2 separate regions of the Ovis aries genome follow, and region 2 is linked to region 1. The links are chromatin contacts, called in public Hi-C maps. All regions are on one chromosome and are shown on one strand. The core of a region is the stretch at or near the end of the contact, and the rest is flanking DNA. Distances in the headings are between cores, read along the strand shown.

The links. Hi-C and Micro-C count contacts between places; a contact is called where the count stands out from the background.
Region 2: a contact with region 1 is called in a Hi-C map of hypothalamus, with 3 times the contacts expected there. The contact joins two enhancer-like sites. A contact is called at or near these places in 2 of 16 Hi-C or Micro-C datasets (hypothalamus and tail adipose tissue).

The regions. Positions count from the first base shown.
Region 1 is chr8:86,337,680-86,343,614 of ARS-UI_Ramb_v3.0, forward strand. All of the region lies in intron 4 of PACRG (parkin coregulated), which reads left to right. Among named protein-coding and RNA genes, the nearest start is that of QKI, 230 kb to the right of the region's middle. Within about 2 kb of position 2,587, at least 10 of the 54 cell types and tissues checked have an H3K27ac peak or open chromatin away from gene starts, as enhancers often do. A contact at or near this core is called in hypothalamus, where this site is marked.
Region 2 is chr8:87,216,736-87,222,670 of ARS-UI_Ramb_v3.0, forward strand. No RefSeq gene overlaps it. Among named protein-coding and RNA genes, the nearest start is that of QKI, 650 kb to the left of the region's middle. Within about 2 kb of position 3,331, at least 10 of the 54 cell types and tissues checked have an H3K27ac peak or open chromatin away from gene starts, as enhancers often do. A contact at or near this core is called in hypothalamus, where this site is marked.

The sequences.
Region 1 (5,935 bases), core at 1,337-3,836:
AAAGTGAAGTACCAAAGAATGAGAAGTCCAGTTATCCAGTGACTTTTGGAGCTCTTGCACTTCATAATAGTCAGATTGCCTCCTGACAGAAGAAAGAATAAACATCTGTCTTACCTAAGCCAGTATTATTTAGGGTTTTCTGTCATATGCAGGCAAACCTAATCTTTATAGTTAGGCACATCAACAAAATTTGTGCATTAAAAGAATGGGCTTATCTCCAGGCTCCCTGGGGTGGATGCCCAGCTTCTCATCTTCCCCCACACCCACCCCACAGACACAGAACATAGAGAAAAGGAAGAATTAGCAACAATATTTTCAGCATTCTGTAATCATTGGTCGTTTCATGGAACTGTGTCTCTGGTGTGTTTCGAATTGTCATTCAGTGATAAAGCTCTCATGTAGTACAAGCAAATTTTGATAAAACTACATGTGACAATTCCTACTTGGGTTGATAGAGCGCTCTCTTTTAAAAGGCCGAAATTCTTCTGTTCTTACGGAATTAAAGTTTTTACTCTTCATTTGTTATGAGTTGAATTTTCAGGTTGATGAAATAAGTCACAGAGACTTACCCCTGGGGAATTAATGGAATAGCTTAAGTTTTAAGCCGCAGGTTTCTTTCTTTCTTTCTTTTTTTTTTAGAAATGGGAAGATGCTTTATGGTAAAAAGCTTCGCAGCAGCTCGGTTTGCATTGATATCCTGTTAATCTTAGCTTAAGCGCTGCATCTGGAGGAGAGGTGCATTGGCAGGGTTCCTGACAGGGACCTGAGACAAAGGAAGGGAGCAAGCGCAGGGAGAACCCTGCCTTAACCTCCTTCAGTGCTCACCACTTGCTGGGCCACTCTTCATGTGGCTCAGAAGCCCCATGCACCCTGGGCTCAGCCCACTGATTTAGTGTTCTTTAAAAAAAAAAAAAAAAAAAGATAAACAAGCTTACCTGGTCACTATCCTGGCACAGCACGGGCTTTCAGCTAGTTCCCATCTAGACTGTAAGCTCCCTGAGGGCAGGGAATGGCGTCCGACAGTTCTTTACGACTGTCTTAGCAGTATCCCAGTGTGAGCCCTGAAACAGCATCTGATTCTGTCCATCTATTTACAAATGGAATCCCTGAAGCCTCCTTTTGTCGGACAGGGACGGCCAGCCTGGGTTGGGATGAGGGGTGCTGACCCCCGGCACGCTGATGAGCACTGAACATGCACTTGGCGAGCTGAAACGACCCATCCCAGCCATCCAGTGGCGGTACTGAACTCAGGAGGTCTTTCCAAAGAGAAAACGGGCTTTGCAACCACTTGTCTCACCCAGTCATCAGCTCCAGGCACTGTATTCCTCTCCACACCACACAGCTTTCGGTTTTGTTCGGTTCCCCCTTGTTCTTCACCCATTCTTCCATCTGACCTGCATCTCTGATTAAGGAATGAAGTTTTCTGTTCAAGATTGACTTTTACTGCTCGTTTCCTGGGCATATTTGCTTCCCCAGTGGACAGCTTGAAATGAGTCACTCAGCTGATTGGTACTTTCTGAAAAATGAGATGCTCGTGAAGATAAATATGTCTTTCTATTTGGGCAGAATAAATCTTGGGTTTATCAACAAGTATACTCATTGAAATATCATGAAGCTGTCACAAGGTTTTCTACTAACTAGTATCAGCCATGATGACATGGTTTACTTTTATACTCAGGTGCTGAATAATGAATTGGAATAACACAGCTTATAATAAATAGATCAGGAAAATACTGCTAACAAGTGTCATTGAGTTTATGAGAGGTTTTTTTTGCATCATCACCATTGAGCACTTTGATTTCTTATACTTTCATGAGCAACTTACTTGGTGGTTCAAGTATTTAGATAGTGCTGTTTCTTAGGTTGAAATTTTGCAGAAAATCAGATTTTCACAATTCTTTCTTCAAAGATTATCTACACACTGTTACCAACAATTGCTGCCTTTCACGGAGTGACCGCTCCATGATCATATGCCAAATGCTGCGTGCATTTTGCTGGATTAGTGTTTGAACTCCCGTTTTATATAGAAAGCTGGCACTCAAGTGGTTCCAGCCTTTAAGGAGGGGCACAGGGTTGTACACAGCAGAGCCAGGGTGTGGTTCCACCACATCTGACTTCAATCTGTGTCTCTGACTCCTCAGCTTTGCAACCTTCCCCAGAAGTCAAAGCAGTATTAGGTCGTTTCGTCACCTGTGTGGGTACCGGTATGGGAGCAGCTGGGGCTGAGATGGTAAGGCTGAGATGCTTTGGCGTGGGAATGCTGGCTGAAGAGAAGCTGGAGCTGAACACCATGGGCTGAACAATGTTGGGGTCAGGGATGCCGGGTGGAGGGATCCTGCGGCCATGTTGCTCATAGATGTTGGCACCAGGACTTGAAACCGAATCAGACTGACTGATACCGCATGTCTGATCACCTCACTCCCCCACCGTGGGCTGCTTTGTAAATTTAGGCTTAGATGAAGAGTACACGATACAGCCCTATTAACAGGGAGCATTGGCAAACTTTTATCTGCGCACATAGCATCTCAACGGCTGGCTAAGTGATCCAGACGGCCACTTGGGGACAGCAGAGGCTCAGGGGCAGCAAAAAAAAGCTGAGCAGAGGCCAGAGATGAAAGAGCCAATTCTCAATTATTCTGTGGGTCCCTAGAGATGAACACTGTGAACTTGTTCCCAGTCTCTGTGTCTCATGCCAGCTGTCCCCCCACCGATCCCCTCCCTCAGCCACCACCCAAGGACGTGTCCCTGGAAGAGTTCCACATATGCATAGGGAGGGGGGAAGAGAATTGAAGATTCTTTGCTTGCGGCGGCAAAAAAGCACACGTCCATCTTTAGCCAACCCTTGTTTAGAGATTTGTTTGTTTGTTTGTTTTACAAACGAGACAGAGGGTTTCATTATCAGTCAGTAATCTGCTTTGTTGGTGTATTTCTTCATCCTTAGCCACTCAGTTGCTATGAAGGTGTCTTTCATCACTGAAGAAAAGTGCTGTGCACAGCACAATAAACTGGAGTTCCACCTGGTCAGCAGCGAGCCTGAGGCTCGCAAGGCCGGGGAGGTGTGGCCGCAGCTCTAGCTGATGGGAGCCGCCCTGAAGCCGGGCCAGCGTGCCCCGGCCTGGTGTTGGAGGCCGCCTTGCTGTCGCTCTAAAACAAAGCGCCTGTTCACTTCCCATCCTTGTAGCTTTACTGCTTCTGGGTGAGGTTTAGTAATTCTTGGTCAAATTTCAGCTCAGGTTACCTGGGAACAGTCTTGGGGCTAACCCCCACTCAATCCCTCTTGTAAGTTCCATTGAAGGTGGTAGACTTTTCTAGGCCCCTTTGTTCCCATCTAAGTCATGAAGTAGCCTCTGCCTTTCTCCTGTTAGTGAGCCCCCTGCTTCCCACCCATGAGTGAACTCATTGCTTTCACCTGTTTCTGAAAATTCATGTTTGTAAGAGAGCCTGAAGGATAAAAGTGACTAAGGATGTCTCAAACTTTTTGTTGTTATTCAGTAGTTAAGTCATGTCTGACTCTTTGTAACTCCATGGACTGCAGCACTCCAGGCTTCCCTGTCTATCAGTATCTCTCGGAGTTTGCTCAGGCTCATGTCCATTGAGTCGGTGAGGCCATCCAGCCATCTCATCCTCTGACGCCCCCTTCTTCTCCTGCCCTCAATCTTTCCCAGCATCAGGGCCTTTTCGAATGAGCTGGCTTTTCCCATCAGCTGGCCAAAGTACTGGAGCTTCAGTTTCAGCATCAGTCCTTCCAGTGAATATCCAGGGTTGGTTTCCTTTAGGATGGACTGGTTTGATCTCCTTGCTATACAAAGGACTCTCAAGTGTCTTCTCCAGCACCTGTTTAAATTAATAGTTTGTTTTACTTCATCCCAGTTCTCAGTTAAAACACAGAGTGAGACTGGCCTTTGGAATGTCCTTCTGTCTACAAAATCAATCCAAATAAGACTGTGGACGAGTCCTACTCCCTTCCACTGTGATAACCATCCCTGCCAATTTCCACATTGCTGAGATAATCACTGGAGCTGTGATATGTCCAGAAAGAGGCTCCTGCTGTTTAATTTGGTCTCTACCTTCAACACAGGTCTCTGACATTCAGCAGGCTTCATTGGAAAGAAGAATTTCAAAGTATTTAATTTAAAAATTTATAAAATGCCTACTTAAACATTGACATAGGTATGAAATAATCATTCTTTACATAAACAGAGAACTCCCACTGGTATTATCTATAGATCTCCCTATTTTTATCAGTAATGAAACTGAAACTTGCTAATTGACTTGTTCTGGGCCACAGAGGTAGTTAATTTGCAGGGTACCGTCTTTTTTTTTAATATAAATTTATTTATTTTAATTGGAGTTTAATTACAATGTTGTATTGGTTTTGCCATACATCAACATGTATCCACCACAGGTATACACGTGTTCTGCATCCTGAACCCCCCTCCCTCCTCCCTCCCCATACCATCCCTCTGGGTCATCCCAGTGCACCAGCCCCAAGCATCCAGTATCATGCATTGAACCGGGGCTGGTGACTCGTTTCATATATGATATTATAAATGTTTCAATGCCATTCTCCCAAATCATCCCACCCTCTCCCTCTCCCACAGAGTCCAAAAGACTGTTCTATGTATCTGTGTCTCTTTTGCTGTCTCACATACAGGGTTATCGTTACCATCTTTCTAAATTCCATATATATGCATTAGTATACTGTATTGGTGTTTTTCTTTCTGGTGAAAGAAATCAAAGAGGACACTAATAGATGGAGAAATACACCATGTTCATGGATCGGAAGAATCAATATAGTGAAAATGAGTATACTACTGAAAGCAATTTATAGATTCAATACAATCCTTATCAAGCTACCAACGGTATTTTTCACAGAGCTAGAACAAATAATTTCACAATTTGTATGGAAATACAAAAAACCTCGAATAGCCAAAGCAATCTTGAGAAAGAAGAATGGAACTGAAGGAATCAACCTGCCTGACTTCAGGCTCTACTACAAAGCCGCAGTCATCAAGACAGTATGGTACTGGCACAAAGACAGAAATATAGATCAATGGACCAAAATAGAAAGCCCAGAGATAAATCCATGCACCTATGGACACCTTACCTTTGACAAAGGAGGCAAGAATATACAATGGATTAAAGACAATCTCTTTAACAAGTGCTGCTGGGAAAACTGGTCAACCACTTGTAAAAGAATGAAACTAGAACACTTTTTAACACCATACACAAAAATAAACTCAAAATGGATTAAAGATCTAAATGTAAGACCAGAAACTATAAAACTCCTAGAAGAGAACACAGGCAAAACACTCTCTGACATACATCACAGCAGGATCCTCTATGACCCACCTCCCAGAATAATGGAAATAAAAGGGTACAGTCTTATTTGATGGGTTTAAGGCCAAACAGGGACCCCGGCTTTGCCAAGCAGGTGGGGAGTGGAAGGCAGATCATGAGTCCAGGGGCAGAGAGATTCCAGTGGTCCTTTGAGGCTAAGGAAGGCTGTGGAGGACCCATAGCTTGAAGGATGAGTGGGACTTCATATTTAGGAGATGCAGCCTTGAAACAATGTGATCCGTGCTGTACAACCTTCCGTGTTGTTTGAGTGAGTGAAGAGTGGATGAATGAGGTCGGAAGGCATCCAAGATCAGAAAAACAATCTAGAAGACAAGGCTAGATTTGTGGTTCAGGGGATACCGAGTAAGATGCTGGACCTGAGAGGATCCACCTGGAGATGCAGGTGGTGAGGGCAGGCACCCTGGCAAGTGTGGAGAAGCTCGGGGGCCAGCCTGGAAGCATGGGTGAGATGTGACCAATAAGCTTCACCCTGGGTGCCATGGCACTTGGAGGGAAGTTTTCCACAACGCCCCGTGGTTTAGGAAGGGGAACAGGAGACGACGCGTGAAGTGTACAGAGGCATCTCCACTGCTGG
Region 2 (5,935 bases), core at 2,081-4,580, 880 kb after region 1:
TGAGAGACTAGAAACAGCAGCCCCGGAAAGTTTTGCCAGAATGAAACACACTGGGTCCTTCTCATGGAGCCCATCCTGTCTCCTTCTGCTCACCTGATGCCCTGTTTTCAGTTCTGAGCTATAAACATTTCAAGGTGGCCAAGACGAGTTGTGTGAATATCCCAAGAAAGATGGCCAGTGTCCTAAATGGAGTGAAAACCAGCAAGCTGGGCATGCTTAGATAATGAATCACTTTAGGGAGACAGGGTGGATCTTCTCTCTGATGGTTGGTCAAGTGGAAGAAGTAGAACTTCTATGAGATTCTAGAAGGGGAGAACTAAGATCAGCAGATGGAAACTGTGATGAAATATCATAACTCAGTATCAGCACTTTCTTATCATTGGTTGTGACTGTTGATTAGTTTCTAAGTCGTATCTGACACTTTTGGGACCCAGTGGACTATAGCCCACCAGGTTCCTCTGTCTGCGGGATTCTCCAGACAAGAAAACAGGAGTGGGTTGCCATTTTCTTCTCCAGTTACCCAACCCAGGGATGGAACCTCCAGTTACCCAACCCAACCCAGGGATGGAACCTCCTTAATTGGAAGGTGGATTCTTTATCACTGAGCCACCAGGGAAGCTCTATCATTGGTAGTGCTGTCGAAAAAGTTTAATAGATTTCCTTGCCAAGTAGGGAGCTCTTGGTCTCTGGCAGAATTCCCAGGACACTGACTGATGGCCTTGTCTTGTATACCACGCAACTGTCTTGGCGTGGGGTCAACCCCAGCACTGGATGGCCACGTGGCAGAGACTGCTACCCAACCACCAACATGTAGCCCCTCCTGTCCGTGGTGAAGACTTCTCACTAAGAAACAGCTGTCCAGCTGGGGACTGCAGCTCTCAGCCTCCTTTGTATATATTTGGGGCCTTGTGACAAGTTTTGACTGACCGTTGGAATGTGAGCAGGAGTGATGTTTGTCATTTCCACGCCACAACGGTTAGGGAGCCAGTAAGTCTTCTTCACCCCTTTCTTTCCCCATGTGCGGTCTGGAGGCTAAAGACTGCAAGGCCCTAGTGCAGCATTCGGTGTTAGGGGAAGGAGACTTGAAATCTGCTCGCAGACCAAGAACTCACCTGCTGAACTGATTCGTGCGTGAGTGCTTACTCTTGTCCAACTCTGTGACCCAACGGACTGTAACCCGCCAGGCTCCTCTGTCCATGGGATTCTCCAGGCAAGGAGACTGGAGTGGGTTGCCATGCCCTCCTTCAGGGGATCTTCCCAGCCCGGGGATTGAAGCTGTGTCATTTCCTGCATTGGCAGGTGGGTCCTTTGCCACTAGCGCCACCTGGGAAGAACTGATACATAGGCCAGTGTTAAGCCAGTAAAATTAGAGGGAGTTTTTTTTGTTTGTTTGTTTTGTTTTTTTACAACAGCTGGTCTGTCCCTACGGAATGTATCCACTAAGTCTTGTTCCAGATGTAAAGAGCTGACTGATGCAAAGCCAATATGGGTTATTTCTGGAACATACAGACTACACAGGAATTCTAGAAATTTCTTTTTTTCAGATAATAATTTCCCCTCAGACCAGTGGTGATGAATCTGTTTCATTCCAATCCTATTAAAGAGCCACGGTCCTAGGCAGTTTTAGTCAAACTCTCCCAAGACGTCAGGGGAAAGATGTGACTCCGGAGGTAAACTGTTCCTCTCTACTTGCCTCCAGGTCATTTCCTAGGGTAGCATATCATTTGGAGGGGGGTTTCCCTGGCGGCTCAAAGGTAAAGAATCTGCCTGCCAATTCAGGAGATGCAGGTTCGATCTCTGGGTCAGGAAGATATCCTGAAGGAGGAAATAGCAACCCACTCCAGTATTCTTGCCTGGGAAATCTCATGGACGGAGGTGTCTGGCAGGTTACAGTCCATGGGGTCGCAAAGGGTCAGACATGACTTAGTAACTCAACAACAACAATAGTTTGAGGGCTGTGCTGGAGACACTCAATCCTAAATTATTTCTGAAATAATTTAGGTGAAAGACTGAGGCCACAGGACCTAAAGTGACCCTAAACAGAACTACAATAGCAATTGCACTGTTGGGCTAGAACTGGTACATTAGCAGGAAGGCAGAACCGGTACATTCGAACCATGGCTCAGAGTATTTGCCTCCTCAGACTCTCCAAGGCCCCCTGAAGGCCTGGTCTGTGACACTGGATTTCCTCTGTGTAGACACCATTCTTCTACTTCCCCTTCAAGGGGTATTTAATTTCCATGCAACTGTGCACGCTGGAAGCACACTTAGAACCAAAAGAGCACCGATTGTGAAAGAGGGTGACCTTGGCAAAACACCCGCGTGGTTACCCTGCGCTCTGCGGCCATTAAGTATTAACGCAGAGAAGCTGTTTGGGTTGAAAATATAGGTCATCTTTTGTGGGGCAGGGCCCCGAGGCAACAAGAGGTTAATCCTTTGTCAGCGGCCATGTCAATCCACTGCACGACCAGGTTCAGAAGCTGATGTGTTTATTTCCCTTGGCTGCACGCAGCTGGACACTGAGAATGTTATTACTAAAAGATCAAACCTTCATCTCCAGCCAAATTCCTGCAGAGGGCGGGGAAGGGCGGACAACCGGCTTGTTTTTCTGTTGTGTGCTTGGGCTGATGCGTCCATACACACAGACCCAGTAGACCCGTGCGGTCAGGGTAGCATAAGCGTCGAGGTATCATTATGAAAACCCTGGGGAGGGCAGGGGTTTTGTCCCCCCTTGCCCCCATCCCCCCGAGGTACTATCAGGGGCCATTGTTTTCTTTGGTGTCCTAAATCTGCCAGGGAAGAATATGCCGGCTCCGGAAATTGATGCTGTCTGTCAAGGACAGTGGGAATTTTTGTCTTTCTCTTGGTGGGGGCGGGGGAGGGGGGCTCCTGCCACATCGGCAGGCAGAAGCATGACTCATTAGGGGCCTGATGGGTCAATACTGTCAATCTGGGTCTTGAGTTCACGTTATGCTTTTCTTTGACTGAAGAGGTGGGTATAATGCATTATAATACATAATAATTAAGGAAGTGCTCCCTTAGAGAATGCAGTAAGCTGAGGCCAGGGGCCAGAGGGGCTGAGCCACGTGACTTCTGAGGTCCCTGCTTCTGCTAACAAATTTCCAGGGGCCGCTCTGGCCACCCTGCACCTGGGGGCAGGTTATTCAAGATGGAGCCTGGATCCTTTCCGGGGACATCTGTCTCCAGGTCACATAAAGATGATCCGGAGTTGGCTCGGCCGTGTGTGAAGGTGTGAGGGTGTGACAACAGCTGTGGGGCAGTTCACTCTGTCCAGGTCCTGGGACCTTAAGAACGCGGGCACACCCAGAACCCAGGCTCCCCCTGGTGGCAGGTGGAGCCCCATCCAGAATGGTGCTTCCTAATACCAGGCAGAGTGTTTAAGACCTCAAATCATCCTGGTTTCTCTAGAACCCCACAGTCCAGGGGTCCTGGGGGTGCCCCCCCACACACTGGCATCCTTCATCCCATCAGCCTGATGCACCACGGGCTGCCCGTGAGCTCCGCTGTCTGGGAGAAAATGCCTTCTACGTCTCCGTCTGGAAGTCAGACCTCCCAACAGGGAGCTCACCCTGGTCTCTTGTTTTCCAGACTGTCGTCGGTGTTTCTTGGCTTGATGTGGTGTCTGGACACAGAAGGTGAGGAACAGATGCCTTAACTCCGGGACTGGAACGGGTGCCCATACCCTCCCCGGCTCTGGTCTTTGACATCTTGGTTTGAATCTTACGTTAATGTCGGGGAACAGATTTTCACCCTCGTAGCTCTCCAATGACCGTAAGAAACAGCACTACCAGTGAAACAGGCCAAGATGACAGAAGCAACCATAATAATCCCCAGACTGAACAAGGATACCATAGCTCTGGACCTGCCTTACTTTTACTGAGAATTAGAAATGACTTTGGAGAAGGCAATGGCAACCCACTCCAGTACTCTTACCTGGGAAATCCCATGGACGGAGGAGCCTGGTGGGCTGCAGTCCATGGGGTCTCGAAGAGTCAGACACGATTGAGCAACTTCACTTTCACTTTTCAATTTCATGCATTGGAGAAGGAAATGGCAACCCACTCCAGTGTTCTTGCCTGGAGAATCCCAGAGACAGGGGGAGCCTGGTGGGCTGCACAGGGTCAGACACAACTGAAGCAACTTAGCAGCAGCAGCAGCAGCAGAATGACTTATTTTCACTTTTTCTCTTGAACGCGGTTGCTGTTATCAAAGAAGCAGGGACATGCCCTCACTCACAAAGACATGACCTCTGGGCCCTCCACTGGGTTAAGGGGCTTGTGGGGGGCGCTGGACACAGGGTGGGCAATGCCTGCTCTTGCGCTGCCTGGACCACTGTCCTTCGGGGACTGCATCTGTGTGAGGTACCCACCTGAGAGCATCTCTGAGGATGAACTGAGCTAAGACGGGGGCCCTGCTGGGAACAGTCCATCCTGACACTCCATAAACGTTAGCTGCTATTAGGAGGATTAGGAAAGCATGGTAAATGTACACTTCCCTGAGCTTTTGTCTTGGGAAGGGAATGCTTCAAGAGTGTGCCAAAGTCAAACCGATTTAGTTTTAGAACTATAGAGAAAGACATTGCTATCTGCTGAGATCTTACTTACCAAGCACCAGCTTGCGGTGCGTGTTTACGGCTGATGCAACTGTTAGAAATAAGAGGCTCTGGAACAGCGGATGCCTCCGCAGTGGAGTCATGGGATGTGCTTTATTTGTAGGGGGCTGGATAAATTCCGACCCGAGTTATCTTGGGACGGCCCTTAAGTGGCCTGTGTAAGCTGCATTTCAGGCTCAAGCTCAGTTCCTAGAGGACAGGTGTGCATCCGAGAATGTTGGCGGTGGTCTCGGAAACTTTTGTGGGAGACCAGCTCTCAGATGGATCCAAGGGTCCTAAAGATGTCCCAACCCAGACAAGGGCCAATGGGCAGTGGTCTCAAGCTTAAAAGCGAGGAAGCCAGCTGCCAATGGTTGGGTGGAAAAAAACAGACACTGATGATTTTGGAAGCTTGCTGATATCTGACATTTCATACACATTAAATGAATTGACAAGGGAATCAATGCTTCCAATAGAAACTGTGACCCTGAATTTGGTGCTGTGATGATATGGTGTTGAACATCCATCTGTCTGAAAACAGCCTCTCAAATCGTGGGCTCCCACGTGGCTGGGTCTTGATGATTCAGGGGCACGTGTTCATCACAGGGCCATTGCGGGCTGTGTCTTTTCCCTTTAATCTCCTCAGTTCAGTTCAGTCGCTCAGTCATGTCTGACTCTTTGCAACCCCATGAATCACAGCATGCCAGGTTTCCCTGTCCACCACCAACTCCCAGAGTTCACTCACACTCACGTCCATCAAGTTGCTGATGCCATCCAGCCATCTTATCCTCTGTCGTCCTCTTCTTCTCTTGTCCCCAGTCCCTCCCAGCATCAGAGTCTTTTCCAACGAGTCAACTCTTTGCATGAGGTGGCCAAAGTACCAGAGTTTCAGCTTTAGGATCATTCCATCCAAAGAACACCCAGGACTGATATCCTTTAGAATGGACTGGTTGAATCTCTTTGCAGTCCAAGGGACTCTCAAGAGTCTTCTCCAACACCACACTTCAAAAGCATCAGTTCTTCGGTGCTCAGCTTTCTTCACAGTCCAACTCTCACATCCATACACGACTACTGGAAAAACCATAGCCTTGACTAGACGGACCTTTGTTGGCAAAGTAATGTCTCTGCTTTTGAATATGCTATCTAGGTTGGTCATAACATTCCTTCCAAGGAGTAAGTGTCTTTTAATTTCATGGCTGCAGTCATCATCTGCAGTGATTTTGGAACCCCAAAAAATAGTCTGACACTGTTTCCACTGTTTCCACTGTTTCCCCATCTATTTGCCATGAAGTGATGGGACCAAATGCCATGATCTTAGTTTTC